6 separate regions of the Mus musculus genome follow, and all the other regions are linked to region 5. Evidence: chromatin contacts called from public ChIA-PET, HiChIP or PLAC-seq and promoter capture Hi-C data. All regions are on one chromosome and are shown on one strand. The core of a region is the stretch at or near the end of the contact, and the rest is flanking DNA. Distances in the headings are between cores, read along the strand shown. Region 1 has its middle 28 kb from the start of Sema7a. Region 2 has its middle 31 kb from the start of Gm39343. Region 3 has its middle 21 kb from the start of 1700017B05Rik. Region 4 holds the start of Stra6 (stimulated by retinoic acid gene 6). Region 5 holds the start of Csk (c-src tyrosine kinase). Region 6 holds the start of Sema7a (sema domain, immunoglobulin domain (Ig), and GPI membrane anchor, (semaphorin) 7A).

Region 1 (3,659 bases), core at 58-2,557, 320 kb after region 5:
AGATTTGGTTTGTTGTTGTTGTTACTATTTTGTTTTATTTGAGGTGTGTCTGACTGTGTAGCCCTGGCCTGGAACTCACCATATGTACCACTCTGGCCTCAAACAGAGACTGCTTACCTCTGCCTCCCAAGTGCTAAGATTAAAGGCATGTGCCACTACACCCGGCTATTTTTAAAATCCATTTTTTTTTTTGTTATGGATACATGTATACACCTTCGTGACTTCATGTGCTCCTTGTGTTCCGGTGCCCTGGAAGCCAGAGGGTGTTGGATCTCCAGGAGCTGGAGTTACGGGTAGTTGTGAACTGCCTGATATGGGTACCGGGTGAGGACCCACGTCCTATAAGAAAACAGTGAGTGCTCTTAAATTCTGAGCCACCTCTCCAGCCTCCCCCGTCCCTCACAATCTATTTGTTTTATTTTATTTTTGAGACAGAGTTGCACTGTGTAACTTTGATAGGTCTGAAACACACCCCACATAGACCTTGAACTCACAGAGGCTCCTTCTGTTGCTGCTGCAGGCTGCTGGGATTACAAATCTATGTCTCTGCACCCAGCTAATTTCACCCATTTAAAAAACAAAACAAAACAAGACAAAACAAAACAAGACAAAACAAAACCTTTTTCCTAATGTGGCTTACTAGAAAATTTATAATTATCTCTGTAGCTCAATATCACATTTCTACTGGCCAGCACAGAGCGTGGAGAATTTTGTCTTGTTCCCAAATGAATCTCCAGCAGTTAGAACAGTGTGGGACATATAGTAGGTGTTCAGTAAGATGGTCACAGATGGAATGAGGGAGCCCATGTTCTGCAGGGAGAGACCAGTTCACCCAGTGGAACATAGTTGTTGTTCGGAGCCCATGTGGATCTTCCACCACTGGGTTGCTGCCCCCATCGGTGCTTTTTAGCTTGTAGCTCTTCTGCCACTCAGAAGGGCAGCTCAAGGGGGACCTGGATGCCTGGGTGAATGCCCTGCTCCCTTGAGAGTTTTCTAAGAGGGGACTTTCAATTCCTTCTGCTCAGGAAGCCGGGCAGCTTGCAAATGGTATGGAAATCACCTCTCCACACAATGTTTGCATAGGGGGTTGATGGAGATGTGTCCAGTCCACTTTCTGTCCCCCAACACCGGTCCCTAGGGGCAAAAGAGGAAACTCTGAAGGCCTTGAGGTCCTGGTGGGGTGATGGTGACTTACAGGGGAATGGGCCACCTTAGTCTTTCCCCAGTGAACAAAGCCTTATAGCCTGGAGCATCCTTGTCTCTCAAATCGAACAGGAGCCTAAAAATAGTCTGCAGTTCCAGCCTCCCCCACAGCCACCCGCGCCAAGCCGGGCCCGCGCCCGCCAGCTCCTCCGCAATCCAGACTGTCTGCACAATCTGCCCAAGCCACTGGCCGGCTCCTCTGTGTCCTGGCCCTGGGGACCCTGAGTCAGCACTCCTCTCTTCGGCCTGCTGAGGTCTGCCTCCTGTTCTGCCCACCCAAACAAACTGAGCCCACTGGTTCCTGGGCTTCCAGATAATGGTGACCTAGCCACTTGGTTCTCGTGGGGACTTAGGCAAACTGCAGGTCTCCAGGCAATGGAAGCTTTGGGCAAAGCCGAGAGCTTGCGAGAGAGCCTGCAGCATGTGGCAGAGAGTAGGAGCCACTGGGGTTACGTGGGGATGATTAAGAAGGATTCAGGAGAGGTATGAGACCAGCGATGGCAGTTGGCTCCATCCTACATACAGACTCCTCTGGGTAGAGCGGCATCTCTGTCCAGCCATTCATATTTCATGCTGCACTTAGGAGTGTCTCCCTATTTTAGGGCTTCCACACTTTTCGGTAAGAAGTCCTATGTCTTCCTGCCTTGAAATTCTTGGACTTTCCATCTTCTGGGCACTGCAGGGAAAAGGGAGGCCTGTTCTCATAGGCCCAGTGAGGGTAAGTCCTTTGTTTTAGATGTGGGACCAGGGCTCCATGTCCTGATTCCCAGCCTGGAGCCCTCCTCCAGCTCTGGTCATGGTTGCTGGGTACTGTAAGGAGCACATCAAGTTTGACCTATAGGGCTTAGAGGTTCACTCTTGAGAGAGCTTTCCTGTGGCAAAAATGAGTGAGCAGGTGACACAGCAGAAGTGTGAGTTCCCCCATGCTCCCTGCTGCAGGAAGTGGGCCGGCAGAAGCCACAATCACCTTCCTCTCCCCGGGACAGCTTTAGGGGACGCCAAGAGGAAGACACTGAGATCCTGGGATGGTTCTTCCTATGGCCGGCGCCAGAATTCTATTAACAAAGCCCCGTCTTACCGTGTCATTTCCCAGTAGCCCTTGGAGGCAGAGTCATGGTGTAGATTCTACAGTCCGCCATTAGACAGACAGGGAGAGGATGCCCTGGAGAACCAGTCTCATGCCCAGAATTACCTGATCTTTAGAGCCAGGCCTAGAAGCCAGGGCTCCTGACTGCCTGTTCCCGCCTACACACAGCCCCCTCCCCCAAGAAAGCAGGGGTGGGCAGAATCTAGAGGGTTCCCATCAAGGTGAAGGTGTCGGGGGTGGGGTGGGACATTTCAAAACCTTGAGGTTTTCTCACCTCCATGTCACCTCTGCTTCTTAGCAGATGTGAGACCTTTTCACTGTGCACATTGGCCTCTTGGGATAGGCCAGATAGTTTTAGGACCTTTGCCCCTGGCTCTGAGTGTCTCTGTCTCCCAGCTGCCTCAGGAGCCCTGACTCACTCTGCATCCTGCATGACTAGGGCTCTATCTAGTCTTCATTTCTTTTTCTGTTGCTGTGAAGAAATATTCTGACAAAAGCAATTTTAGGGAGATAAAGTTTACTCCGGCTCAAAGTTTAAGGATTAACGTTCATTGTGACCAAGAATTCAAAGGGTAGCGGGAGCCTGGATCAGTTGGTGGCATTGAGTAACACACTCAAGAGGCAAAGAGCGGTGATCAGATACTGTCCCAGAGTCCTCTCTCCACTTATCACCTAGGCTCCCCTGACCAGGGCGTGGTCTCACCTCTAATTAACATAGTCTTTCCTCATTAATTAATCTCATTTCCATTCTCCATAGGCATGCCTAGAGGCCCATCTCTCAGATGGTTCTAGATGGTGTCAGGTTGGCAATCCACACCGGCCACCACAGGAACCCAGAGTCACTTCTCAGCTGGGTCAAACTGTAGCCCTAGGAGAGTTTTCAGATTGGGCCTGGGAATGAGGAGGTGTAGGGCCTGTTGCCTAAGCCAGCCCTTCCTGAACTCCACCTGTAGACTCTTGACCTCATCTGGAGACACCCCTACCCCAGGCCTAAGCACAGGCAAAGCAAGAAGATGCAATGGGACCTCTGCCCCCTGTGATCAGAGGCTCGGTTTGCTACTGTCTCAGGCTCATTCTCTCTGTGTGTCCCCCCACCCTCACCCCCGTTTTCTCTTGAGCCTGTTTTCTTGTTTTCACTCACGTGAAACACACATGGGAGAGGAGAGGGGCAGCACACGCTTGCGCACAAGCACACAGGCACCAACATCTGGGCTGCTCACTTGAGTAAACACACAGACATCTGTGCACATGTTCACTTCAGTCTGTCGCCTTTCCAGGGTCCTTGGGGAATGTGTGTGTGTGAAGCTCTCTTTGTATGCTCTCTACTGGGAACTGGAAGACACAGGCTGAGAACACCATTAATACCCAG
Region 2 (3,618 bases), core at 342-2,841, 310 kb before region 5:
CTGTGGTGATTTGAATGAGACAGACCCCACAAGCCATATATTTGACTAAAGTCCTTAGTTGGTGGAACATTAGGGACTGGCCTTGTTGGAGGAGGTGTGTCACTGGGGGGTGACCTTTGAGGTTTCAAAAGTCCATGCTATTCCCAGTGTCACTGTCTCTGCCTTCTACTTTTGGATAAGGATGTGAGCTCTTGGCTACTGCTCCAGCACCATGCCTGTCTGCTGTCATGCTCCCCGCCATGATAGTTAAGAACTCTAACCGTCTGCAGCCATGAGCCCCAAATTAAACACTTTCTTTTATAAGTTGCCTTGGTCATGGTATCCTAGCACAGTGGTAGAACAATAGCCAAGACAGGACCATTCTCCTTTCTCAGTCTCTGACCTAGGGCAGCTCCCTTGAGTCACTGAGCTCTACAGTGGCCTCTGGAAGGTCATCATCACCCAGAATGGCGTCTGTCTCCAGTCAGCATCTGAGTCTGGGAAGAAAGCCAGGGACAGTGCAGCCTTGCTGGGCCACTTATAAGAACCAATGGATCTAAGTCAATAGTGATGGACAAGTGGAGAGCTGTTCTTCATCCAGGCCAAGAGAGATTCAGTATTCAGGTGCAGAGCTGCAGTATTCAGGTGCAAAGAGGCCCACAGCCTCTTGCCTTGGTGCTATTCCCCAGTGCTAACCTGAATGATTTAACCACACCATAGGATAGTGCCTTCCTTGAGGTACTCTGGTGGCTCTGTCACCCTGGGCCCCTTCTTTCCTCCTTTTGGTTGGTTGTTAATGTACCTCTCTGGCACAATTGAGGCTGGCAGGCCTTTGGAAGCCAGGCATGGGAGGGTTGTCTGTCTTGGAAGCCAAATGACTGGGTGGTAGGATGCAGGACGGTTATCAGGCAGGGAGGCTCTTGCTATTCAAGCCAGGAAAAAGAGAGGCAAAGATGGAGGAGACGGTAAGCTGCAAGGTGTGCCCATCTTCAGCCCAGCTTTGCCTTGCTGAGAGCTATGGATCAGAACCAAGCCCCACATGGAGCTTTTACAAGCCAACTCAATAATCTCCCAGGTGAAGAGTGTCAGCGTGAATCAGATAAGTCCCCTGGCTCAGGAAGTCTTGGAGCGCTGAGAGCCAGCAGAACTCTTGCTACCAGAAGACTCAGTTTTCACTGGAGAGGTGCCTGAGTATCTCATCTTCTTGTCCATTGTCATGGTTTCAGTCGCTTTTGAGGAATACATGTAAATGAGCAAATAGGTTACCCCAAAGGAAACCCTGAAGACATTTTGCCTTACACCATCTCTCTCCCTCCTCTCCCACATCCTGCCCACATGTGGGTAGAGGGGCAGGTGATGAAGACTAAATATACGAGCACTCCACCGCTGAGCTGCATCCTCATCCTCAGCCAACTCTCCCTGCCTGGTGAATGGGGGTCTCTTCCACTCTCATGCATAGCACCAAGTGCACAAACATATAAACCTCCCTGTTTCTCTTTCAGTCGACAGCCTGGGGGTGGGACTAGGAGAGTGACAGACAAGGTGGGGAGTGGAGGATGGGTAAGGTGGGCTTGGCAGTTTGTGGTTGTTGCTTCAGAGAAACCACAGAGCCACCTCTTACTCAGAGCAGTCAACAAGGCCCGGATAGGGGGAAATGGCATGCAGGGTAGGCTGTGGGCACTGAGTCACCACCCAGAGGAAAACCACAGGCTTAGGAGCTCAAGACCCAATGAAGGATCTCAGGTGTACTGGGCCCAGAGATAATAGCAAGAGTGAAGATTTGGTCACAGGGAGGCTTCCTTGTCTTAGGATTTAGCCATTCCTCTCTGCCCTCCCACCGGGAAGATGGGAGACAAGTTATTGTTATTGTTAATAGCCTTGTAGAGGCAAGGATTGAATCCACAAGGGTGACAAATGCTCTACCTTCCTCAGCCTCTTTCTTTACTTTATCCTTTGAGATATCAACTTGTTCAAGTTGGCCCAGGTAGGACTTGAAGTTGAGATCTTCCTGCCTCAGTCGCCCGAGTAGCAGGGATTACAGTCTCGGTGACCAGGCTTGGCTCAAGGATGCTTTAGAAAATCCATGTATAATATTATGATTGTAGTCTGATTGAGAAAAGACATGTCTGATACTGTGGTTGGGAAGACTCAGCGGAGTCTTGAGGTTGCTTATCCCACACCTGGAGTCTGATCGCTATCTGTCTCACTCTGAACTCTGTTTGTCTGTCTAGCAGTGGTGCAATTTCTCTGTCACTTTTCTTCTTTCACCTCTGTAGGAAAATGAAAATTTCTGAACTATCAGCTATTTACAATTATTATTATTATTATTATTATTATTATTATTATTATTATATTTTGGTTTTTCGAGACAGGGTTTCTCTGTGTAACCCTGGCTGTCCTGGAACTCACTCTGTAGACCAGGCTGACCTCGAACTCAGAAATTCACCTGCCTCTGCCTCCCGAGTGCTGGGATTAAAGGCGTACGCCACCACGTCCGGCTTTTTTTTTTTTTTTTTTTTTAAGAGAATGTCTCTATGCTTATTTTACATCTTTTTTGGAAGATGGCCTCCTGCTTTGGATGAAGCAGTAAAAACCAACTAACCAACCAACCAACCAAACAAACAAACATGGTAAAACAATGTGAATTGATACCACTGTTGAATGATTCCCATTCTTATATTTTATTTATTTAATTTGTTTTATGTATTTGAGTACACTGTTACTATATTCAGACACACCAGAAGAAGGCATCAGATCAAGTTACAAATGGTTGTGAGCCACCATGTGGTTGCTGAGAATTGAACTCAGAACCTCTGGAAAAGTAGTCAGTGCTCTTAACTGCTGAGCCACCTCTCCAGCCCCCAGGTTCTATCATTCTCATTGTCTTAGTATTTTAATCTTTTTTTTGTTTTGTTTTGTTTTTTGGTTTTTCGAGACAGGGTTTCTCTGTGTAGCCCTGGCTGTCCTGGAACTCACTTTGTAAACCAGGCTGGCCTCGAACTCAGAAATCCACCTGCCTCTGCCTCCCGAGTGCTGGGATTAAAGGAGTGCACCACTACACCCGGCATATTTTAATCTTTTAATGAGACCCCATGCAGTGAGAATTTTGGTTTGTTTAAAAAACACAGAAATATGATGGGAATATGGTTTCGTTTGAATCCCAGGTATGGGATATGGGGTGCTTCACAGCTGCTGACTATGATTTGCCTCCTGCTTTAGCAGAGGCATGGCTTTGCCAGCTATAGATAGTTTCTGCAATTGTGTGATGGTTGGAACTCTGGGGAAATTTCAGAGGGTATATAAATGCTAGAGCCCCACAGGTGGGGTCTGTGGTTGTTGGTTGTTTGGAGGGGTTGGTTGTGATTTATTAGTAGCTGTAATCAGGAAGCAAATAAAATAAAAGAAATTAGATGCAGGGATCTCTATCTCTCTGTGTCCTGGAAACCCAGGGTGGTGTGGGGCAGCCGGGTGGGGGGAGGGGATAAAGGATGGGAAGAAGAAGAACCACAAAGTAGCTCAGACCAACTACAACCCGACTTTAAAAACAAATGCTATTCAAAAAGAAGCAAATACAAGAAATTGAGAAAGGCATTGAAGAACCTGGCTCCCCTGGGTACAAGTGGGATTCTAGCTGCTCTA
Region 3 (3,680 bases), core at 146-2,645, 360 kb before region 5:
ACTTGTGTGTCTAAGGAGCAAGGTTTCTGCAAAGAGACATGGTGGGAGTCCATCTTTGGATGCCCAGAACCCTCCTTAGTTCGATAGTTGGGGGTAGGGGTTAGCATTTTCCAGGGGCACTTCAATTTCACAGATATGGGGTTTGCTATAGATGGGGAGAATTTAACACTGGGGAGGGGTGCTGAAAGGCAAAGCTAGCATACTGCAGGTGATCTCCCAATACCCCTCTATGTTTAGTATCCAGGAGTCCCCTGCAGTGGGGCCAAAGACAAGCTCTACCCCGGAGTGGGGAGAGCAAGAAAAAGCCAAAGTGTGTCTAGATGACAATGTGTCTGGACAGATCCCAAGCTTAGACGATGCTTCTGGGCCCTAGCAGCTGTGCCCTGTGCTCAGTAGGACTTCAGTTCCCAGGTGACTGTAGAGGAAGGAACTAAGGCTCAGAGAGAGTAGGGGACCCACAAGTCACAGGGTGAATTGGTGACAGCAATAACTAGAAGCCATAATCCTTCCTCCTTCTAGTCCCTCATGCATTCTGAGAGGACAAGAGCCTTATGGATTGGGGAGGGGAGCTGTGCAGAAGAGGCTAGCCCCCCAGCTAGCAAGGGGGTGCCCTTTGGAGGCATTCTGGGCAGGAGGGCTTCCTGAGGTAGGAGCTGAGAAAGGCCGAGGCTCTTCTGTGAAGAATGACTCTAGGTACTATAGGACGCAAGCTCTGGAAAGACTGGTCACAGCTGGACTAGGGCCAAGGAGGAGCAACCTCTTCCAGGCCAACCAGGATCAAGGAGAATTTCTACAAGAGTCCACTGGTAGTGGGTGCCGATTTCTATTCCTGCCTCCCCCTTCCTAGCTCTCTTGAGTGTCATTCCCTCTGGGAGCTTGTTTCCTCTTCCCTGCCCACAGGGGGTGGGGGGGGGGAGTGCTTTGTGATTGGCTCCTTCCTACTTGAGACCATGAGACATTTATGTAGCAGTGAGACAAAAAGACTGGGACCAGGGGAGACTCACGGGCCTTCTCTCCTCCCTGGTCCCGAGAGCACGGCTGAGAGTCCTCTCAGCTTGTTGAGTACTTGTACCTCTGATCTACTTGGTGGCTGCTGCAATATTCTGTCCTATGCTCAGGTAGGCTTCTTCGGAAAGAAGATCAAGAGGAAACTTTGGGACTTCTACACTCCCTCTACCTGCCTACATGGCCTGAAAGTTCGGAGCCCTGTGCTGGGCATTGTGCAAGAGACAGGGGATACACAGCTCCAGTGAGCCCCTTCCTCTCCATACAGAGTGCTGCTGGGACTCCAGGTCCAAATGCCAGCTCAGTGGGCGTGGGTGTGTGGTCTTGGGTGAGCCCCATTGCCTCTCTCAGCTTGCTTGCTCACCCCTGAGATGATGAAATGGCTGGATCAGTGCCTGTCACAGGCTTTGGAAACTGTTTTCTTCCTTGTCTTCTTTTTATTTCTCTTCCACTGCACAACGTAAGCAATAAAAACAATTAACCAGTGATCTCAGGGCTCAGGAGCATATCATGGGGGCGGGGCAGCCTGGGCTATTATGGAGACCGTGTTTCAAAAACTTCACAAAGCAAGCAGACAAACAAACAAACAAACAAACAAAAGAACTGAACAGCAGAGGGAAGGAAGGAGATTCCTCAGACTTGAGTGCTCTCCTCGGTGGGAGGCTGGTAAATGATTAACGACAAGTTCCAAAAAAAGGGGGATTTACAGCGTTTGCTCGAAATCTGGGTTATTAATACAACCAGTGTGGCCGTTCCAGGCTATTAATGCGATACCATTGATTGTGTGGACTTGGGAGCCACCGAGAGCTGACTGGCCCCAGCACTGTGTGTGGGGTTAGCTTTATGATTTGCAAAGCCCAGAAAAAAGGAAAGAAAGAAAGAATAAAAGAATAAAAGAAATTAACTGTAGGCCCCTTTGTTTAAAAAGCAGAAAGTGGGCTCTTTCTTTAAGCCATGGGCTCTCTCATGGTGTGATGTAGGGTTTTGCTTTATAATCGCATTTCTCTCTTAGCCCAGGCTGTCCTGGAACTCTCTGTGCAGTTCAGGACTGCATCAAACTCTCACCAATTCTTCTGCCTCAGCTTCCCAAATGTAGGGATTACAGGACATGCATGTTGGGAGTTTTGTTGTCTTGTTTTTAATACTCCATTTTAGCACAGATAAAATGAACACTAGTTATTGGAGCAACTTAAAAGATTCAAGCCTGGGCTGGTGAGATGGCTCAGTGGGTAAGAGCACCCAACTGCTCTTCCAAAGGTTTGGAGTTCAAATCCCAGCAACCACATGGTGGCTGACAACCATCCATAAAAAAGATCTGACTCCCTCTTCTGGAGTGTCTGAAGACAGCTACAGTGTAATAAACAAATGAATCTTTAAAAATATTTTTTAAAAAAGATTCAAGCCCTTAAATATGAGAAAAGAGATATTATATATTTACTCTTTGCTGATTTCCTGAGCTCGTTCAGATGTCGCCTTGTTTGCTTTCGTATCTCTAGTGCCAAGATAAGGCCCAGAATTATGAAGGGCACTCAGAAGAGATATACTGAATAAATACACAAATGGTTTTAAAAAGAAAGCTTCAAGCCGGGCAGTGGTGTCACATGCCTTTAATCTCAGCACTTGGGGTAGGGGGGCAGAGGCAACCAGATGTCTGAGTTCAAGGACAGCCTGGTCTACAGAGTGAGTTTCAGGACAGTCTCGAGAAACAAACAAACAAACAAACAAACAAACAAACAAAAGCAAGCAAGCAAGCTTCTATTTTCTGTCTTACTGTCCCTAACTCAGGAATGTCCTGTGGGCACTCACAGGTAGGGGCACACTCATGTAGGGTCCAACTACTATCAGGATTCTTCCCATCAGCCATCTGGCAGATGCCCAGAAAACAGGCAGACATCTTCCCTTAAGGGTTTGCATTCTCAATATTTAAGCCAAGATGAATCGGGTGCCTGGGTGGGAACTGGGGACAAACTTGTCCTGCCTAGACCATCCCATTGAGCACGTCACTCTGATGCCAGCCCAAAGCAAGTCAGCCATCACCTATTCCAAGCTGATGCTGTGCGGTCAAGACATTCAACCCTGAGAGCTAAAACTTGTTAGTGCTGGAGAGCAGCCGAGCAGGATAGTGAAGAGAGCAGGACCAGAGGATGAGGTAGCAGGTTGTCAAAAACTCACCCCAGAGAAGCAGAGATGTGGACAAAAAACAGAAAATATAATGCACCAGGGACCCTTCTGAGTTCAAGACCCTATCTGGAGTCTGAGTTACACATCTGTGGTGATTTAAATAGGTATGGCCACCATAGACTCATGTGTGTGAATGCATGGCCCTTAGGAAGTGACACTATTAGGAGGTGTGGCCTTGGAGTAGGTGTGGCCTTGTTGGAGGAAGTATGTCACTGTGAAGGGACTCTTGAGGTCATTTATAAGAGTTGCCTTGGTCATAGTGTTTGTTGACTTCAGCAATGGAAACTAAGATAGTTGGTGAAGATGTAATTGGATGGGGGCAGAGTAGAGACAGGCTGGCATGTTCCAGTCCCAGCAAGCAGCAGAACATGGCTATGTGGCTCTGGCTTTAGAGTCAAGAATAGAAAACAGGGGCTATGGAATCCCCTTCTGTGACTAAGGAAAGCCGCTGTGGCCAGATGTGTGTCAGGGTGTCCCTGCATGGAGGCCCAGAG
Region 4 (3,684 bases), core at 919-3,418, 490 kb after region 5:
CTTGCTACAACAATGTCTGGTGTGGCGCCTCCACATTCTCGGGCTGTGAAGTCACTGAAGACTGTCTTGGGGGAAAAGCCACAATAGAAGACTCTGTAGGCTGGTTGCCACAGAGGTGGGGCTACGACCCAACCAGAGTAAGGAGTCACTCAGGGCTGCAGGGGCAGAACCAACACTCGACCACAGGTAGTCTGCCTCTCCCTAAAGTTCCCTACCCTCTGCCGTGTGGGAACCTGCCCTGCTTCCCTTGCTCTGCCCCAGGTGCTGGCTCCATTGCTGCTTCTGGGTCCATGGGAACAGAGAAAGACAAAGTGTATACTTTCCTTATTCCTGCCAGGGAGGTAGAGCTGCCACCAAGGTGGCTGCTACATCTCCCTAGGGAAAAGGGAGGTGGTATTTTGGGATCTTGGGCTTTATGGGAGCAGATTTGGTGCAGGAAGGTGGGGTAGTGACCATACCTGGCCTTGGTAAGGGGCTATCTACATGGGTTCACCTTTGAGTGGACAGAGGTTCCTTCTGGTAGCCTGATAGGGTCCCTTCCTCCCTCCCTTCAGGATTAGGCTGCATATAGCTGGCTCTGCATTGCCCATCTCTCCTTTCCTCCCCTCACTGTATTTTCTCTTCAGCTCTGATGGTTCGTGGTGAACTGTCTCTTTCTACCTCCCTACATGTTAAATCTCAAGGACATCAGTAGGTGACATCAGTAGGTAAGACACAACTATCACATAAGATATTTGGAATGAATGAATGAATGAACAAGGCTTGGGAGGTGGCAGGGAATCCCTCTAAGGCAGAACAAAGTTGACAGGTAGAGGTATCTAACGATTGTCTTGTTCAGGCAATGGCCATAGTCTAGGACTGAGCTCTTTGTTAACAGTATCATGAGAGGCAGGGCTGAGATATGGATTGATTGCTCTCTATGCTGAGTGTCTGTGACCCTTGAGAGGTGAAGGGTATGCTAGGCTCTGGCATTGGAGCAGAGAGCTCCAGCAAGCCTGGCACGTAGCAGCCTTATGACATAGGACCATGAGTGAAGAAGAAGCACTAAAACAAGAAGTGGTTTTGCCAGACTGGATCTAAAATCTCTGTGATCTCGGAGCCAGGCACTGTCCTAAGGGAAAGAAAGAGAGCAGGGAAGGTAGATCCCTGTCCCCAGAGAGCCTGAGGGGCAGGATTTGCCTGACCCCTGATATCAGACAGTTCAGCGTAGGTTTCTGAGTTGTATCCGAGAAAGCTCCATCTTCACAATTCCTCTGTGGGATGGGGAGAAAGGCAGAGCCTTCTTCCTGGAAGATAGGATGTTTGGGAAGGAGGCAGCAAGGGTTCACAGGACTCAGGCCCCACCTGGCCTCATGGGCCTGGCTGCCAGCTGCAGGGGCCTGTGAGACTGAGGTTCTGTCCACTCTGAACGTTCACCCCGGAGCTTCCTTCTACAGTGAACAAGCAAGCTCCTCTCTGCTATCTGGGCCTGGGGACCAGCTGGTGTCCTTTGGAGCTCCACCCAAAGGTGACTTTCCTCAGGAATTCTCCTTCCTCCCACTGCTCTTTTGCAAACACAGTTCCCAATGGGACTGGTCAGGACAATCTTCCCCCTGCAAATCCCAGGCTCTGGAGGCTATATATGTTGGTAGGCTAGACCTCTGAACTGTGCTTTCTCTAGTCTCAGCATCCAGAGCAGTCCTAGAACATAGTAGGTGGTCAGTAAGCTTCTGTTGAAAGAATAAATGAATGAGTGTGTTTTTATAAGGAAGAGGGGGCTGTCAGATGGCTCTGTGGGTAAAGGTGTTTGCCACCGGGGACCAGTGACCAGTATTCTGTCCTCCCCAGAACCCACATGATGGAGAGAGGGGGTCAATTGCTATAAGCTGTCTTCTGCCATGGCATGTGTTGATCCCCCCTCCCCAACTACCCACCCACAAAATAAATAAATGCAATAAAAATGCTTTTAAAGCTTATCTGTACAAGACCGTGGCCCAAATCCCCTGCGGAGTACTGAAGGATTGAGAGCCTCAGAATGTCAGGTCTGAGCTGAGAACAGCTCTCTGCTTTGTCTGCCTCTTGCTCCTCCCCACAGGCTGGGCCAGGGAAGGGAGGGGGCAGCCAGGGGTCCAGCTCCTCTGGGAGGATAGGAAAACCCTCACCCCTTCACCGGGGCTGGAACAAGAACAGCGGCAGGCAGGCGAAGTTCATCTTCTCCCAGGTCTGGTTTGAGTTTGAAGGACTCATTTCCGCCTGTGGGGGTGAGTTATCTTCTTGTGAAATCAAGTCGTAAGAACAAAAAGGTTTTACTAGTGTAACACGTGTGCTCTCCCTCATATATACTCAGGAGACCATGTGGATAGGTTCCCTCCCTGTCTCTGTAGCCAGCCCCAGTAGGGTGTTGCCCTAAGATGCCACGATGCTGGGTTCTGAAGAGGGGCTATGCTTAGGCAGGAGAGCTTGGGGCAGGTGCTAGGAGGTAGGCATGTGCACGGTCAGCAGCCATCCATCTTCGGGGTCTCATCAAGAATTATGGTGTGTTCCCAGCAGTGAGGCTGAAGAGGTAAAGGGGCTGACTAAAGGCAAATGAGACTGGGGGATGGTCTCAAGGGAGCCTTGGTGAAGAGGGGAGGGCTTGGGCTGGACCCCAGAGCAGGAGGGGTGGAGAGACCAGCTGCAGGACAGACCAAGTGGAGCCAGCCACAGCCCGCCCGCCCACCCTTTCATCTCTGCGGCTCCTTCCTCCTTGGTCCCCCTTTCTACTCTGTCTGTGGGTCCATCTGGGTGGGCTTGGGGCGGGGAAGGAAGGGGTCTCTGCGGGCAGTTTGCACAAGAGAGATCTTTGAAAGTGGACCAGCTGGTAACAGGTCATTTGGTCCACTAGGCGCTCCCAGCAAGAGCCTGAACCCCCAGGGGTGCAGAACACTCTGTCAGACCACACGATTGGGTAGGGAAGTTCAAGAGAAGACTCCTGTCTGCCCCCACGCAATCCCCCCCCCCAATCCCTCCTCCAGCTCTCTCCTGACCTGCAGTCCCAGACGACTTTTCCCAGAGAGCTAAAAGCAAGAAAGTAACCTTTAGGATTAACAAGAAATGTTCCTTTGTTTCTTCTTCTTCTTTTTTTTTTTTTTCCTTTTAAGCCTCTTTTCACATTTGTATGCCCCTCCCCCCTCTTGTCTGGGGTCAAGGAAGAAGAGCTGGAGCATGGAGTCCCAGGCATCTGAGAATGGAAGCCAGACCTCCTCCGGGGTGACAGATGACTACAGCAGCTGGTACATCGAGGAACCTCTAGGAGCTGAGGAGGTGCAGCCAGAGGGGTAAGTGTGGCAATTGGCTCAGGCAGCCGTCAGAGCCGGTTTATGGTAGAGAGGTTGCCAAGATGGAGGCAGCGAGACCCTGGGCGAGTGTCTAAGATTGGCTTTGCCATTTATCTGCTGTGTGACCTCTCAGCGACTCACAGCCTCTCTGGGCCTCAGACTTTCTATAAAACCTGGGGACAACAGTTCTTGAACTATTATTAAGAAGGGCTTGAGGCCATGTGGTCCATAGCCAGCCAGGATGGGGAGCACTGTGTGTGTGGGGGGAGGGGGGTGTCACAGACCTCTGTGGTGCTCGGTGTAGGGTTTGTCCCTGGGGCTTTACAGGCATGGGAGAGTCAGGAACTGTAGGAGAAAACCCTGTGGAGCTGCCGAGGAAAGCGTTGGC
Region 5 (3,952 bases), core at 1,442-3,941:
CCACACTCAACATCTGTGCTTTGAGGGCTACATGTCAAGGCTTTGACATTCTTCAAAAGATGGACCTGGGTGGTCCTACCATTCCAGTGGGATCCAGAAGGATTATGGGGGAGGTTGAGTCACACTATGGGCCTCTGGCTTCCATCCCTACCTCTACTAGCGTGAAGGAAGCTGGACTCTGCTCTCTATCAACACTTGCTGTGGGCCTCCCCATGAGGACTGCCCTCTGAAGAGCAGTGCCTTGTAGTGAGGAAGGCACCTGCTTTCCTGGTCTTTTACAGAAAGACCAGCCCTTGCTGATCGGGGAAAATTAGTTCACCAAACAAAACTCAGAGCCTCGAACATGTGCTAGCCTAAATGAGGCTGCTTTCTAAAAGATCTCTGGACTCTGGCCACACCCTTGCAGCCAAGTTAGTAAGAAGCACCCAGCCATGTCAGGCCTAGCCACAACCCCTAAGGCTAGACAGAAGAAGTTCGGGTCGGCATGAGGCGATGTGACTGTATACCCCACCCCCACCCCAGTGCTTCTTAGAGCAATGGGTAAAACCTTAACCAAGGGCAAGGGCCTGAGCAAGACAAAACAGCCTGTGGCTCACGGGGGCCTAGGCAGAGCTCAGCATCCTGAGGGGTCTAGAAGATCCTGCTGCTCTGCCAACCTTAGTGCCTCTGGCCTGATCCTGCTGTGGCCATTACCGAGACACTACGACATCTAGGGTCCAGGGAGACAGAAACAAGCCCCAAGTGTCAACATTCCCCCATACTGACACTTTCAGTCCAAGGTTGTCTGCCACTCTGCCTACGCTGACCCCATTCAGGTTCTGACTGAGCCATCTGGTAAATGTGGGAAAGGCAGGGTCAGAACTAACTACCAGGCTGTTTCAAAGCTGCCCAGAACCAGGCTTCTGCACACCTAACCACACCACACCACACAGATGGCCCACACGATTAGGACCCAGTCCCACGCACTGAGAGGAAGTCTTATAAGCAATGCATACGATATCTCGGCCTGTAAGAAGACAGCACTGAGGCCGGAAGCCCTTTCCCTCTTCTCTAGCCCTCTGCAAGGGAACACGTGCTCGCTCACCCCACAAGGTCCCTCTTGGGTCAGGCTGGAGACTGCCAGTGTCCCTGGTAGTTACAGAGTGGGTCTGGTTCCCCTCCACCTCCAGCCATCCATCATTGCAGAAGTGGGAATGAGAGACAGCTAGCCTCCCTCCATCAGGAGCCTGGAATATGACCTGCCCCTTGGGCCTCAGTTCCCTGCTATACAAAATGATCAAAAAAAAAAAAAAAAAACTCCTACTTAAGCTCCAAAGATCCAGTGACTGGACACACCCCTTCCAAATAACTGGTCTGGGTCCTGAGAAGCCTGGGAAAATAGACTGATGAGGATGCTGGGGGTGGGGGTGGGGGGAACGGGGTACAGTACCAATGCCCAGTGTCACCTCTACGCAGACTGGAAGCCCTGCCCAGTTTCTCCACCCAAGGGTCAGAGGTCCCTTGCTTTAAGCCTGATCCTCTGGCAGGTCAAGGGTGACAGGCTTAGTTCAAGGACCCGGCCTTCTATCAGGCACAAAGGGAGGTGGCATGGCCCTGGGCTGCTTGGAGCCAATAGAACCTCTGTGCAACGACTGAAGTAGAGTTCAGAACCAGACAAGCCAGGATACCTTCAGGGAAGCCCTGAACGGGAAAGGGCAAACGCCCGGGAGTCCGGCCCATACCACTTCTCTTCCTCCGGGGTCCAGCCACTTCCCACTCTGCTCTCCTCACGGGAGTTGGGGGGTGGGAAGGTAGGACTCTGCAGACCTAAGCCAATTCTCTCGTGGTGCTGGGTAGTACTACCTCCCTTGTGGCTCATTCCCAGTAGTGTTCTGACAGTGATTCCCGGGAGAATTCGAACCCGTTTGGGAGGTGGGGGGTTGGGGGGATGGGTGTGGGCGCGGCGGTGGTGGCTACAGAGGCGGGACGAGCGACCTCCTCCCTTCTAGGGGGCATTAGGACACCCACCTCCTTTGGGGCTGCCCAGCACTCACCTCTCTGGGGGCACTGCGGTCCAGGCCTCCTCACCGAGGGCGGCATCAGTGGCCTGCAGGACAGTCCATGCGGCCAAGGGGGAGGGGAGGGGCACAGGGGTCCCCAGGGGGTGCGGTACAAAGAGGTGTATGGATGCGAAAAGAGAGGGAAGGGGAGCCAGACAGGCAGGGGGACTGCCGCGCAGCCCCAGGCGGGGAGGGAAGAAAGGCGGGGGAAGGGGGCGGGAGGGAGTCCGGGGGGGAGGAAACAATGTAGCCGGCGCGGCCCCGGCAGAGTTCCGCTTCCGAACGCGGCCACGGAGGTTCGGTTTGGGGACGTCGCGCCGCCGCCGGGGGGCCGCCCCGGGCGTTCGATCGCCGCTCGCAGGGCTTGCCTAAGCCCCACACCCCGGAGGCTGGGCGGCCAGAGGCTGGCCAGGCGGGAGGGACGGCTGGCCCGGGGACGGCCCCGACGGCGGCGCGGCCCGGGTTGGCCCTGCTCGGACCCCACCCCGGTGGGATTCCCCGGGGCAGGGCGCAGGGTGGCGCGGAAGCGCAAGGAAGGCAGCAGGCTCAGCGGCGGCGGCCAACCTCAGCTCGCCCGGGCTCCGATGGGAGGAAGCTCGCAGGCCTGGTGAGAGGAAGCGCGGCCCGGATCCTCCGCCCGCTGCGGCGCGCCTGCGCGAGGGGGCCTGCCGGGCGAGCAGCGGGGCGTGGGTCGGCGCCCTCTGCTGGACCTTGGAGGAAATGCGGGGGGTGTGTCCGCGTCTACGCCCTGCCCCCACTTGCTGGCCTTCGCGAAGGCTCCCGAAGGTCCTTTCAGAGGGCCACCAGCATGCTAGAGCCAACCTCTCAGCTTCCTCTAGGCGAAGCTTCCTTGCTAGAGTGGAGGTTAGGCCTAGACTCTTCTGGGACAGTAAGCATGCATTTACACGGCCCCTGCTCTGTAGTCTACCACCGTCTCTGCTTCCTCCTCCTCCTTCTCCTCCTCTTCCCCCCCCCCCCCCCCCCAGCGAAGTTTTCTTTCTATAGTGGAGGCTAGGCCTAGACTCTTCTGGGACAGTAAGCATGCATTTACACAGCCCCTGCTCTGTAGTCTACCACCGTCCTTCTCCTTCCTTCTCCTCCACCTCCTTTCTCCTCTCTCCTCCTCCTCTTCTTCCTTCTCTTCCTCTTCTTCCTTCTCCTCCTTTGTAGTTTTTTTGTTATCTTTTGTTTTTCTGAGACAGGGTCTCACTATGTAGCTCTGGAACTTGCTCTGTAGACCAGGCTGGCCTCGAACTCATAAAGATCTGCCTGCTTCTTCCTCCCAAGTGCTAGAATTAAAGAGTGCATTTCCGGGCGGTGGTGGCCCACGCCTTTAATCCCAGCACTCAGGAGGCAGAGGCAGGTGGATTTCTGAATTTGAGGCCAGCCTGGTCTACAAAGTGAGTTCCAGGACAGCCAGGGCTACACAGAGAAACCCTGTCTCGAAAAACAAAACAAAACATAAAACAAACAAACAAAAAGAGTGTGCATCACCACTACCCGGCCGGAGTCCACTTCTTAAAACCTCTATATCTGCCAAATTCTCATGAGGGGTTGTTGCAAAAATATTGTCACAAAGAACAAATTGATAAACAATGAAAAAAAAAAAAAAGGTACAAGGTCCACAAGAAACAGGAAAGAAGGGAACATGGGTTGATTTTCTAGATCTGGGAACACAGCAGGGAGACCTGACTTACTTCGTGTGTAGGGGAAAGCAGAAAGAGATGCGGTCAGTCCTGCAAGCTACAGGGCCAAAGAACCACAGAGCTTCTTGGAACTCTTCCGGGCTTTATTTTCAGCTGAGATGCAATAGGGAAGTTGTCACTGGCTGTGTAACAACGTCGGACCAGTTAGCTAATCTCTGTCTGTCCTTTTCCACTGTGGTTTGGTAAAGTGAGCAAGAGCGGTACCAC
Region 6 (3,913 bases), core at 796-3,295, 290 kb after region 5:
AGTGAGTTTAGGTAGATTGTATCACCTTTCTATGCCTTAATTCCCCTGCTTATAGAGAGAGGAACTATAGCACCTAACTCCTAGGATCATGAAGTCGGCATTAAAAATGAGGCAGTGGAATGTTTATAGCATGTAATAGTAACCACACTATTGGCAATTGTTATTAAAGTCAGAAAAGTTGGCTTTCTGTCTCCATTCATTCATTTCCAATTGATCTCAGACGGACCCCTGTTGTCCTGGATGCCTCAGAGTTGTCCCTAAGTTGGAGCTATGTTTCCTTATCAGAGGAAAAAAATGTAGGTCTGAGAGGAATGATGTAGGCGGAAGTGGGTTGCATTTTATGAGTTACTGTGCACATGGGTAATGTTTTCATTTCAGATGCACTTGAATGCTTGGTTCTTAAAGGCAGGGATGGGTGGTTTCTTAACTTGCCCCAATCATTTATAGAAATGAAGATACTGGAGGGCATAACTGCCCAGAATATGAGTCACTGGGCTAGAAAGCAAGTATCATTCTTAGAAGCTACTTTGGCCTGGTCAGTTTGCCAACTTTAGGGCCACAGGATTCAGTGCAGGCCTGGGAAGGAGTTCTTGGGCTGTCAATAGGCTTTTCTTTCTGGGGTTGTGATCTTAGGCATCATGAAGCTAGTGACTCCGTGCACAGCCCTGTAGTGTCTCTAGACCCCTCCCCACAGAGAGATCTGGAGGAATTCACCTTAGTGGCTAGGGTACTTTGGGGCTTTTAGGAATGGAGAAAACAACTAGAAGCAGACTGTACAATTGGCAGAGCTAAGATTCGCTGTATCAAAACCTCCCTGCCCGTGGAGCAGTGAAGAGGCTGGCTCTGAGGTCAGGGCATCCTGCCCAGGGTCTGCCTGTGTCTACAGCATGCTCAGTATGTCTGGGTCTGTGGGTTTTGAAGGTCAAGTCTTTGTTTACTTCTGTTCCCTCTTCCTTGCCCTGTCTCTTCTTGGTGCAGTACATCTTAGACTACATATACAGTAAGCAATAGATTGGGACAAGCTGACCTGGATGGATTTCCCAGTCATAGCTTCTTTGGGTACAAGCAGAGGTAGGGAATCTGTCCATCTCTGGCCCAAGGAACATGGGAGACCCTTTTACGAAGAGCAGACAAAGTGGCTCTGAAAACATAAGCCAATGACAGAGTTTCCTGGGTTGTTCAGGTGACTGCAGAGGGGCCTGGACCCTCTGATGGAACTACCACCGCGTCACCAGGTTGCCCTTGGTATGTAGCTGAGCCTTAGGCAGAGAAAGATTCCCTTCGATTGGTCTGACCTTCCCTCTCTGATTATGAGTCTTGTGCCCCTCACTTTTTTCTTGGGGAAGGGGCCTTCCTAATTATATCCCCCTCAGTGCACATGGAAATGAGTTTGGATTTTCTGAGCATACACCAGCTGGCTGGGGGGAGGCAGCCCAGAAGGCTGCTGGCTGGGGAAGGGAGGAGAAAGGAGAGGGAGAGGAGGGAGCCAGGCCAAGATGAAAAATTCCCAGTGTTCTCTCAGGCAGAGCAATCGTGGGGCGTTGTGGGCACCCCACACATCTTAGACCTCCCCTCTCTCCTCCACAGAGGAAAGCATCCTGCTCCGGCTGATAGGATCAGCAGAGAGCTGCGTCCCACTCCCGCAAGCCCATTCTATGAGAATGGTTCTCTGACTACAAACCACTTAGCTGACAGCAAGGGGGGTTGTCCGGTGTTAGACTCATCCATGCGCTGAGAGATCCTTACGGATTTCCTAGGCCTTTCTTTCCACTGGGGCGAGGGAAGTGGAACTGAAGCCCAGAGGAGGGATGGGATCTGCCCCTCATGACAGATCACAAGTCTGTCTTCTTTGCAGCTGGGTTCTCCCGGTGGAGTTGCCCGCGTGCGGGTAGCGAAGGTTTTCCTGGCAGCGGTCACCGCACAAGCAAGGGGCCACCGGCAAAGCTAGAAAAGGCTGCGAGGGGCGGGGGGGAGGGGCGGGGTGGGGTCAGGCGCTTGACTCCGCCTCCTGGCGCTAGGTTCTGCCTGCGGCCGGGCGCTGTCTCAGTCTCGGCTGCTTGCCGCTGTCGCTCCGGGGCTGCGGGATGACGCCTCCTCCTCCCGGACGTGCCGCCCCCAGCGCACCGCGCGCCCGCGTCCTCAGCCTGCCGGCTCGGTTCGGGCTCCCGCTGCGGCTGCGGCTTCTGCTGGTGTTCTGGGTGGCCGCCGCCTCCGCCCAAGGCCACTCGAGGAGCGGACCCCGCATCTCCGCCGTCTGGAAAGGTAGGCGGCGCCGCGCGGCCGGCGGGGCGCGGGATCGGACGCCTTGCGGGGCGGGTGCAGAGTGTGCGGCACCCGGAGAGAGTGCGTGTGCGCAGCTCTGCGGGTCTCAGGCTGGCCCCGAAGGGAGCGTGTGGGTCCGGGTGAGTGTTTGTGAGTGTGCGTACTGTCACGCCGGAGCGGGCTGGAGCGCTGCAGCGTGCGAGCGAGTGGCTGGGGCCCGGGCCCAGCTAAGTGGCGCTCCAAGTCCAACGGCAGCTCTGAGCCGGAGCCGCAGCGCCCGAGCGCGGGGGGAGGCTGCGGGCCCCTGTCTCACCGAGGCTCTTTGGCTTTCCGCCACGGGGTCTACTATACAGAACCCTTCTTTCCCCTGGCCAGCTTCATCACCCCGACCTCCTCCTTGCAAGCTGCGAGCTCTGCTGGCACGCGGGGCTCGGGCTCGGCTGGTGAAGGGGGCGCGGACCCATTGCCGCCGCCGCTGCGCTCGGGCTGCGGGAACAAAGACCCCGCCGCCTGCCCCCGCCCCCGCCCCGGCCCGGAGCGCGGGCCAGGCAAGGGGGTGGGCACCCTGCGGCGAACCGGGACAAGGTGCGGTGCAGGGGCTCCGAGCACCTGGGCGCTGTCTCCGTAATGCTAGGACCAGCCGCTCCCCCCTTGCCCGCACGTGGCAGTTGTCACCAGAAATCGGCACTAGCACGGGGAGGGGGGACAGTGCCCATTGGGTGGGGCGAGGCCATTGGGACCCCCAAGCGGCGTATCTGGGGAGGAGTGTGCATCCTTAGGACTGTAGTGAATATGAGAACCTGAGGGACTGGAGTCTTTCCTTCGGGCATCGCAGTTCAGAACCACGGACGGTGGGACAGAAAGCTGGCTAGGTTGGGGTTGGAGGCTTTCTGCCACTAGGGACTGAGCTCCCTCCCTGCATTGCACACAAATGCCTCCCCGCCCCCAGACAAACTCAGCTCTGTACCCAAATTTGGCATCTCTGCAGCCCCTCCCCTAGTGGTGATGGGGGACTCACACCGGGGGCTGGGGGTACTTGTCCTGTCTGTCCCTACTGTCCCTTTGATGCCTTGGCAGTTTGCAGGGATTGCGGAAGTCTGAGCATTATCTGGGGCAGGTATTCTTAGCAGAGGGGGGGAAACCCACATAAAATGAGTGGCCCGAACTGCCGCAGCAGCTGAGAGAATGTGACTTGCCCAAGGTCACTGGGCAGTGTGGGCACTCACTGTGCCGGAGGGGTCTCTGATCTGACTCTGGATCTGTCCTGGGCCAGGTTAGGGAGAGGAGAAGGATTTAGATGGTTCTCCAAACCATAAACGTGGTACTCTCGTCTCCAACTCCGCCATCCAGCCAGAGGTGTAACTGGTGGAAGAGGAGCAGTTTATCTGGACCTCTGAACATCCAGTTCATGGTGGATACTTGCACCCTCCACAGTCGCACCACTTCAGCCTCTTTCTCTGTCCCTGCCAGCATGTTAACTTCCTCCGTCCCCTTGTGTCTTAGACACATGCATATGAGTATGCCAGAGGAGACAAACGGTTATGTCTGAGTGTTCTGGAATCTCCCTCTGTATCAAACCCCTTTCATTTGATTGTGCTTGTCCCCCCAATCCTTCCTTGACCTCCCGCCACATACTTAATGCACACCCACT

Evidence for each region. Promoter capture Hi-C pulls out the DNA fragments that hold promoters and counts their contacts. ChIA-PET counts read pairs in DNA pulled down with a chosen protein or histone mark. HiChIP or PLAC-seq counts read pairs in DNA pulled down with a chosen protein or histone mark.
Region 1: a contact with region 5 is called in an H3K4me3 HiChIP or PLAC-seq map of the 230-238 cell line, with 20 read pairs. The contact joins the enhancer-like site here to the promoter of Csk in region 5. A contact is called at or near these places in 1 of 39 promoter capture datasets (embryonic stem cells), 1 of 484 Hi-C or Micro-C datasets (B cells), 8 of 115 datasets of contacts at active chromatin or transcription factors (the 230-238 cell line, CD8 T cells, the SCID.adh cell line and 4 more) and 3 of 9 other capture datasets (adipose tissue, embryonic stem cells and liver).
Region 2: an RNA polymerase II ChIA-PET map of memory CD8 T cells shows a contact between it and region 5, with 102 read pairs. The contact joins the enhancer-like site here to the promoter of Csk in region 5. A contact is called at or near these places in 1 of 39 promoter capture datasets (stem cell-derived epiblast-like cells), 1 of 484 Hi-C or Micro-C datasets (CD8 T cells) and 3 of 115 datasets of contacts at active chromatin or transcription factors (effector CD8 T cells, memory CD8 T cells and pancreatic cancer cells).
Region 3: a contact with region 5 is called in a promoter capture Hi-C map of pre-B cells, with 2.5 times the contacts expected there. The contact joins the enhancer-like site here to the promoter of Csk in region 5. A contact is called at or near these places in 3 of 39 promoter capture datasets (the C10 cell line and pre-B cells), 1 of 484 Hi-C or Micro-C datasets (CD8 T cells) and 2 of 115 datasets of contacts at active chromatin or transcription factors (effector CD8 T cells and pancreatic cancer cells).
Region 4: an HNF4G HiChIP or PLAC-seq map of pancreatic cancer cells shows a contact between it and region 5. The contact joins the promoter of Stra6 here to the promoter of Csk in region 5.
Region 6: an HNF4G HiChIP or PLAC-seq map of pancreatic cancer cells shows a contact between it and region 5. The contact joins the promoter of Sema7a here to the promoter of Csk in region 5. A contact is called at or near these places in 4 of 39 promoter capture datasets (the 3T3-L1 cell line, epiblast stem cells, hippocampal neurons and 1 more), 1 of 15 datasets of contacts at CTCF or cohesin (embryonic stem cells), 10 of 484 Hi-C or Micro-C datasets (the C2C12 cell line, Th1 cells, cortical neurons and 5 more) and 11 of 115 datasets of contacts at active chromatin or transcription factors (the 230-238 cell line, CD8 T cells, T-cell acute lymphoblastic leukemia and 5 more).

What each region holds. Positions count from the first base shown.
Region 1 is chr9:57,966,419-57,970,077 of GRCm38.p6, forward strand. No RefSeq gene overlaps it. Among named protein-coding and RNA genes, the nearest start is that of Sema7a, 28 kb to the left of the region's middle. Within about 2 kb of position 1,308, at least 95 of the 459 cell types and tissues checked have an H3K27ac peak or open chromatin away from gene starts, as enhancers often do. A contact at or near this core is called in the 230-238 cell line, B cells, CD8 T cells and 4 more, where this site is marked.
Region 2 is chr9:57,338,445-57,342,062 of GRCm38.p6, forward strand. No RefSeq gene overlaps it. Among named protein-coding and RNA genes, the nearest start is that of Gm39343, 31 kb to the left of the region's middle. Within about 2 kb of position 1,592, at least 103 of the 459 cell types and tissues checked have an H3K27ac peak or open chromatin away from gene starts, as enhancers often do. A contact at or near this core is called in CD8 T cells, effector CD8 T cells, memory CD8 T cells and 1 more, where this site is marked.
Region 3 is chr9:57,282,161-57,285,840 of GRCm38.p6, forward strand. No RefSeq gene overlaps it. Among named protein-coding and RNA genes, the nearest start is that of 1700017B05Rik, 21 kb to the left of the region's middle. Within about 2 kb of position 1,396, at least 30 of the 459 cell types and tissues checked have an H3K27ac peak or open chromatin away from gene starts, as enhancers often do. A contact at or near this core is called in pre-B cells, where this site is marked.
Region 4 is chr9:58,131,907-58,135,590 of GRCm38.p6, forward strand. Stra6 (stimulated by retinoic acid gene 6) reads left to right here and starts at 2,169. Exons shown (of 19, transcript NM_001162476.1): 1 at 2,169-2,542; 2 at 3,168-3,296. The coding sequence starts at 3,184.
Region 5 is chr9:57,642,962-57,646,913 of GRCm38.p6, forward strand. Csk (c-src tyrosine kinase) reads right to left here and starts at 2,692. Exons shown (of 13, transcript NM_007783.3): 1 at 2,034-2,692.
Region 6 is chr9:57,938,067-57,941,979 of GRCm38.p6, forward strand. Sema7a (sema domain, immunoglobulin domain (Ig), and GPI membrane anchor, (semaphorin) 7A) reads left to right here and starts at 2,046. Exons shown (of 14, transcript NM_011352.3): 1 at 2,046-2,262. The coding sequence starts at 2,085.